Regions from separate parts of the Bicyclus anynana genome. Here region 2 is linked to region 1. The links are chromatin contacts, called in public Hi-C maps. All regions are on one chromosome and are shown on one strand. Each heading gives the region's core, a stretch centred on a gene start, on an enhancer-like site or on the middle of the called end of the contact. The rest is flanking DNA. Distances are from core to core; before and after follow the strand shown. Region 1 has its middle 3.1 kb from the start of LOC112053974. Region 2 holds the start of LOC112053975 (putative transcription factor SOX-15).

Region 1 (3,448 bases), core at 555-3,054:
CTCGAGGATTATTCAATAAGGTAGGTAAGCTATTAAGGGAATACTTTTATGTTCCGAGCTTAGCGCGCAAGATATCTGTATTACGATATGTATAGTGGCGTGTTTGTTTAAATCGTACCCTGGGCGGCTAAGGACCCGATTACACTGAAAATATCAGTATGTATGTATAATGTAAGTTTGAATAGGGAGAATGACCACTAGACAATACAACTTCAGCCCCGGCAACCCAGGTATACACCCGTTTAAAAGTATGGATGTTAATTATATTATTATAGTATACATAGTTAATTTTTTTTGTTTGCAAATAAACTGTCTCAGTAAAAATTGCTTACACAATGTAGGGAATTGTGCAGCAATACAATACATGTAATATTTAAGTATAGCTTTTGATGTCTCAACAGTTAGGTTATCAGCTTTCCATATAGATTTCTCGAGCTGTTGTAAAATTGAATGAATTAAATTTTGCGCATAATTTTGTAACATAGTTTCATATTCTAATTAAAGTCTAGAAAAAAAAATATAAAAATCTAACTATAAATTTGAAATGTTACTGTTCTGTTGGAAACATTTAATGTATTTTCAGCGCTGAATAAAACCAAGCATTAAATAAATTAAAACACCCACCTATTACCATTTTTTGCTTTTTTTTATTTGTGTTTGATTTCGTCTAAATGTTTTGAGACATTTAGACTTTTTTTTTAATTTTGATATCCTGTAAATGTAAGCATGATTATTATCATCAGGCACCGAATCGAGGTTTTTTCTTTTTGAAAATACAATATTTGATTTTTGGTTGAGTTTTAAGTGTCAAACTTGTGCGCATCATTGTACAAAAATTCAAGCACTCCCACTGTTAGTTTTCTATCAGATTTGGTGTAGCTTTCTTCATGGTATTAATAAGAGCTTGCGAACCATGCCAGCGGTTGTATGTACAGAGTGTTCCGTGTTGTAAAAACTTAAATATTTATTAGTTCTTTTCAGGTTTTTTTTTTAAAAACATAATTCATTCTTTCTATCTATATATTTTGCAAATCAAGCAAAATTACAGGTAAGTGTAGTGGTGTAGGTATTAAATAGGTACTTGTCAAATTTGATATTTTAGTGCATTTTCATTAGACCTACTATTTGCCCAACAAAATTCGTACCGTAGTAAAACATAAGATTTATTGGATGTTACTTTCGGTTAAATTTTTGTTTTGACCCATGTATTAGAGCAAACAAAAAAAACATCAGTGCGACTCGGACTCGTGAAAAAATGGTTCCGTACGTTTTCATTATTAATCGAAATCGGACTGCGTAGTTTTTGCTGAGCTTTTCTCGAATTTCCACTTTACAAATGTATAGTTTTTGATATTTTATTCTTGTTGCTAATAACAATGCTACTTACCAATTTTCGTAGCTCAAGGTCAATGGGAAGTATCGTATGAGTTTTAATGCCCAGAGTGTCGAAATATGCGTTTTTTTTTGCTGAACAAACGGTCGTTTCTATTTTTACGTAAGCTTAGAATTATTTTTCATAACTTCGTAGACGGACGGACGGACAGCGGAGTATGGGTTCTCATTTTACCCTTTGCGTACAGAAAATAAGTTAAGCCGTTTCCGAGTTTTAGACTAACAAACAGCTCTGTTTAAAAGTCCAACTCTTAATTCACCATGATTAATAAATAATTAATTAATATAATTAAGAGAGCAACCCGTATACAGCAAATCTGAATGGATAATCCTTCGTATAAGCAGTAATAATAATAAGACGTGATCGACGCGAGCCTTCAAAGTTCATCGCTCAATCAACCCGCCGCATGACGTCACTTGTCGTGAGCGTGCCCGCCTCGCCGAGAGATGGCGCTTGACGATTGAATCTACCCTCACGGTATGTGTGTGGCTAGTAAAGGTTGATGAACTCGCATTACTTATTAGTTATATTCCAAATTTAAATTCGTTCATTTCAATTATAACTGACCTGCCTGCGATTCGGAGGGCGTAGGTTCAAATCCGGGCCGGGGCATACACCTCCAACTTTTCAGATGTGCATTATAAGAAATAAAATATATTTTGTAGGGACTTCCAAACATCACGATACTGAGCCAGCTGCATCCAGCGAATCCCTCCGACTCGCTTGATGTCGTCAGTCCACCTGGTGGGTCGAACAATACTGCTCTTACATGTGCGGGGTCGCCATTCCGGCACTTTGGGACCCCAACGTCCATCGGCTCTTCGAACTATGTGCCCCGCGCATTGCCACTTCAGCTTCGCAACTCGTTGATCTATGTCAGCGACTTTGGTTCTTCTGCGGATCTCCTCATTTCTGATTCGATCACTCAGAGGTACTCCTAACATAGCTCGTTGCATCGCCCGCTGTGTGACTATGGGTAGAATAAAATACCTCTTCCGAGGAAGCTTGCTTCCATATTAGTACTGCCTTGCTGTTTACACTTAGGTAATATTAGTTGAGATCGCAGAATTAAGGATAGGACTAACTTGTTATTAAGCAAAACATAACACAAAATTGAAAATTTTGAAAACCCCCTGTCATGAAATTATTAATTGAGAGTGTATCTCAATCAAGTCATCAATATTCTCTTTCAGTGCGCTTTCACCCCGAGACCCCACTCAAGTATATTTGCAGACATTGAGTTATTCTTCCCCACTTTCACCACCCCACAACTTTTAAACGGCTCAGCCGATTTTCATTAAACATCTCTAAGAATACTCACACATAAGTCACCTTTAATACAAAAAAAAAAAAAACTAAATTGTAATCGCTTCATCCGTTCGGGATCTATGTGCCACAGACAGACATACATATCAAACTTATAATATCCCTCTTTTGGCATTGGGGGTACACACAAATGAGTTGCTGCCATTTAGTTCTACATCTAATACTAAAACCAAAAGGTCTTCCGAAAGTAGAATTACCTAAACAAGTAGGAATGATCTACTCAATTGAACAACTAGGCAAATGATTAGCAGTTATAAAATAGGTTAGATAACTTCTTATTGAGAGCAAGGTTAATTTGAAGTAAGTATTATAATTTGCGCTCAGTTCGATTGTTCGTTGCTCTGCGATACGATGGTTTTATTGATCGGCCGGAAAAATCGTGCTCAGTAGAGTAGGGTCACCATGAAGTAGGTAGAGTATCACATTCAAAAATTATTTATTGAAATTAGAGCTAAAATAGGTACGTTTTTTGAGTATCTTAGTGAGGCCGTTTCTGTTTTATGTAAAAATATTAAAAATAAATGGTTATTTTGTGACATTTTCAATACAAAATTCAAACAAACACCTAAATTACTGTGTATTTTTTGGGCAAAAGTTCGGCTTTGCTGTCTCGCGTGGAAATGCAGCCTTCTCACCACCATTCCACGCGGGATTGATGATTAGGTTAACTCTGTTCAAGTTATTTATTGTATCTTTACAATGTTTAAAAATCGTTACAGTGATAAAACA
Region 2 (3,477 bases), core at 829-3,328, 180 kb after region 1:
TAAAGGCAAGGAACCCTCGAAAGAATAAGAACACCATAAAAATCTAAGTGTTTTTAATGAATTGTGCTATTTCGAATCCCGACATAAAAAGAGGGTGTTCTGTTTTATAAGTTTTGCCTAGGCAGTGCATAGAATATCTGATTATACAAATTGCTGGTAACATATAGGTAACACAACCTAGTAATTATTATGTTGTTATTAAAAAAACAATCTTCCGATAATTATTTTTTTGTAATTTTCCACAAAATTGCGAGTGCCCTTCTAAGCCTTCAGATGTTAAGCACCATTTTGAAAATACGATTGTTAATGAAGAATTAATTAACTCGAGGGTGACTTTATCGTTAATGATATTGGTTGAACCTAAACCCAAATTTATTCGAATAGTGCTACGATAAACATCTTTGCTCTATTGTTAATTTGGAATAAAAAATCGAAGAGTTCGTTTTGTAAAAATTAATTTATTTTGTTATCGTTTGTACGGTGTTAATCTCCCAACTTCTGAGCTCATGGTAGAATATTCTGGAAATAAATAATTTATTTTTTTCTTTGTACCTACCTACCAATGAATACATAACACTACACACAGTACACAGATTCTAGACATCGTGATTCTTGATTGATTGATGAAAACCCTATTATACAGCAAACACTTTTTAACAAACCTACCTTTAAACATAGATATAACTACCTACTATCAATATACTTAATACATCTTTTTTAAAGTCGGCTATTAAGGTTAAGTGCCTATACGACAGGGATTTTACAAATCCGGAAAAAGGTTTCGTTTCTCTGGATTTTTTTATTCATGCATTTCGTAAAGCAGTAAGTTTGTATCTAGTTGATAATAATGAGTATGTAGTACCTACTTACTGCTTAAGCCATAATTTGATTTATTTATTTATGTTCTTTATTTGTACAGCACAACGTAAAATAAAAAATAACAAACAATACAAGCTAAAAGCATTAAGTATACAAATGGCTTCCATAACGCTACGCTACGATTTCTTCCAGACAACCTTAGATTTCGAAAAATGTGGGAACAAGCTTAAAACTTTTATTTTATTACTTCTGCCAAATATTTAAGCAGATAGATAAACCTACTTACTACAATGATTATAGTATAAAATCATTGACTTATTAAGTATAAAAAATCTATTTCGTCAATGTAGTTCTTCATATGCGATTCAGAGCTAAGACATGTAACAATAGACAAATCAGATTAATGATAGATGACGTGATAATTTGATCACGTTATCTTCTAATTATATAATTGGTCGATTATTGCACACTTTCGCTCGGCACTGCTCGACCCCATTCAAGGGAATCACTATCTACCTATTTCATAAATTTTACCAGTTTAAGTGTCAAATAAGAATAAGAGGCTTTAATATAACTTGAACTGATTGGGGGCTTCCCCTTTTTCGGAAGCCGGTTAAAATGTTAAAAAATTTCGCCAACCTTCGTATAGCTTGAAATTATTTTTTATTTTAACTATCCACCAAGGTATATACTAGGTAGACGGTACTCTTAGTGTAGCTAGATATAATGGTACAGTTCGTTTCATGTAGGATGGTGCGGGTGACAGTTCGTTTCACTCTTGAAAGTTTGCCGTGATTCACGATAATAATACGTATTATGAACGTCATACAGGCGACTGTCACCGTACCCATGCTATCTTTACAAAACACTTTAATTACAAAAAAATAAGTAAGTAATACGTACCTCTATAATATAATATTTTTTTCGTTCTATTGTTCTCACTCACTTAATGTAAATATCACGATATCTTTATACTAGTAGTGGGTACATCCAGAATGAGGTCTGAACTTTAACCGCAACTTGTCACATAAACTTCGCTAATCACTTTTTCCTAAAATACCCGCACGACAGATAAAAACACACGAAATCACTTTCCACTAAGTCTTTTGAAAGTTATTCTTTGGGCGGTAGATTTAAAATCGTTTGCCTGTCGTCGATAAAAGTTCGAGGAATATTTTAAATTTTTGAATTAGGAACATAGCACGATCACTTCGCGCCGGCGGGCGAGCACGATCGACTGGAGTCGCATGCGCACCTCAGAGCGGGCGAGCGATAGGGCCAGGTGAGGTCAACCTTTCGTAGGTATTTGTAAAGCTCTACACATAAAAATATGAGTTAAACTGGTAGCATAAAAATAATAATGCAATTATTTAAATATTAATGTACTTCAATGTTGTATGTGTGCAACATTTATATCTTTATAATATGAAACTGTTGTTTAATCTTAAGTCAGCCGATAATAACTGAAACATATTTGTAACTGAATTACAGAAGATATCGTAATTCACTCAATCAATTTCTCAACTAAATTTACTCAGGAAAATACCTTTTATAGTTTTACAGGAAGGTATTTAATTAAAATTTGTAATAAAAGGTATTTATTAAATATTGGTATTTCAATTCCAATTAAATTCATCTCATTAAAAATACGTTTTGTTAATGTATATGATATAAATAAAGAATAATATTTTTATGAACAAAATAAAGGCAAAGCTCAAAACGAAAATTGTGGAGTACACCTGGCGAAACCTGTTGAGTCAACAAACGTATGCGTCAAGCGTCTTGGGTATATGCAGGAAAAACGACCGTCTCTATCCCACAACAGTAAACATGAATCAAGTGAGAAAAGGACAACTCTATGTTAGAGATGATTTAACACGGATCATATTCTGCAATTACATCTTAGAAACTACTTAAGTACTCGACAACTTGATTAATAAATTTTAAATTTTAACACGATGATCATAAGGTGTGTTTTTGTGAAAATTTATCTCAAGTTTATTAAAATTTTAAGTTACATAGATAACTCCGATTATAAATGTTTTAACAAATTAAATGCTTTACTAAACTGTTAATAAACTAATCAAATAATTATTAAAGTCCTTTTAAAGCTTTAAAAAAAGAATACAAAGTAAGTTGGTTTTAGAAAGATAATTTTGGCATCGGATGCGTAGGCACAGGCGGACAGTGGACACGATTCATTGGTCGTGAAACTGCATCTGATCATTGTGTCTCTTTCATACTTTATATCTAACCGTACAACAGAGGGAGATAACATGTTGTTCACATCTTTATGGACCAAAATGTAGACGTGGCCATTTTGGTTTCATCCCAGATGGCGATCGGCCAATTTTCGTAGGTAGGAGGAAATGATACAGACAGTTTTACATAGCGGACTTTTTTATGTTATTTATCTTTAAAAACCAGTGCGGTCGATGGTTATCGTTTAAATCAAGTTTTTTTAAGCGGTCAAAGATTAATTAAAACTCACTGAAGACTAAGCAAGTACGATTATGTACCTATCTGACTACATATAGGCAATATATAAATAATATATATTTAGGTACCTACTGTTTAACTCTTGCAAGTAGGGGTAGGTATTTAAATATTATATTTCTAATCATGACCAAAATCTGTGAAAGATGTAATAAATAAAAT

Evidence for each region. Hi-C and Micro-C count contacts between places; a contact is called where the count stands out from the background.
Region 2: a Hi-C map of whole body shows a contact between it and region 1, with 2.2 times the contacts expected there. The contact joins the promoter of LOC112053975 here to the enhancer-like site in region 1. A contact is called at or near these places in 2 of 2 Hi-C or Micro-C datasets (whole body and whole larva).

Annotation. Positions count from the first base shown.
Region 1 is chr2:13,910,692-13,914,139 of ilBicAnyn1.1, forward strand. No RefSeq gene overlaps it. Among protein-coding and RNA genes, the nearest start is that of LOC112053974, 3.1 kb to the left of the region's middle. Within about 2 kb of position 1,805, at least 8 of the 8 cell types and tissues checked have open chromatin away from gene starts, as enhancers often do.
Region 2 is chr2:14,095,272-14,098,748 of ilBicAnyn1.1, forward strand. It overlaps LOC112053975 (putative transcription factor SOX-15), which reads right to left and starts at 2,079. Exons shown (of 4, transcript XM_024093610.2): 1 at 1,723-2,079. All of the region lies in intron 1 of LOC112051542 (transmembrane protein 14C), which reads left to right.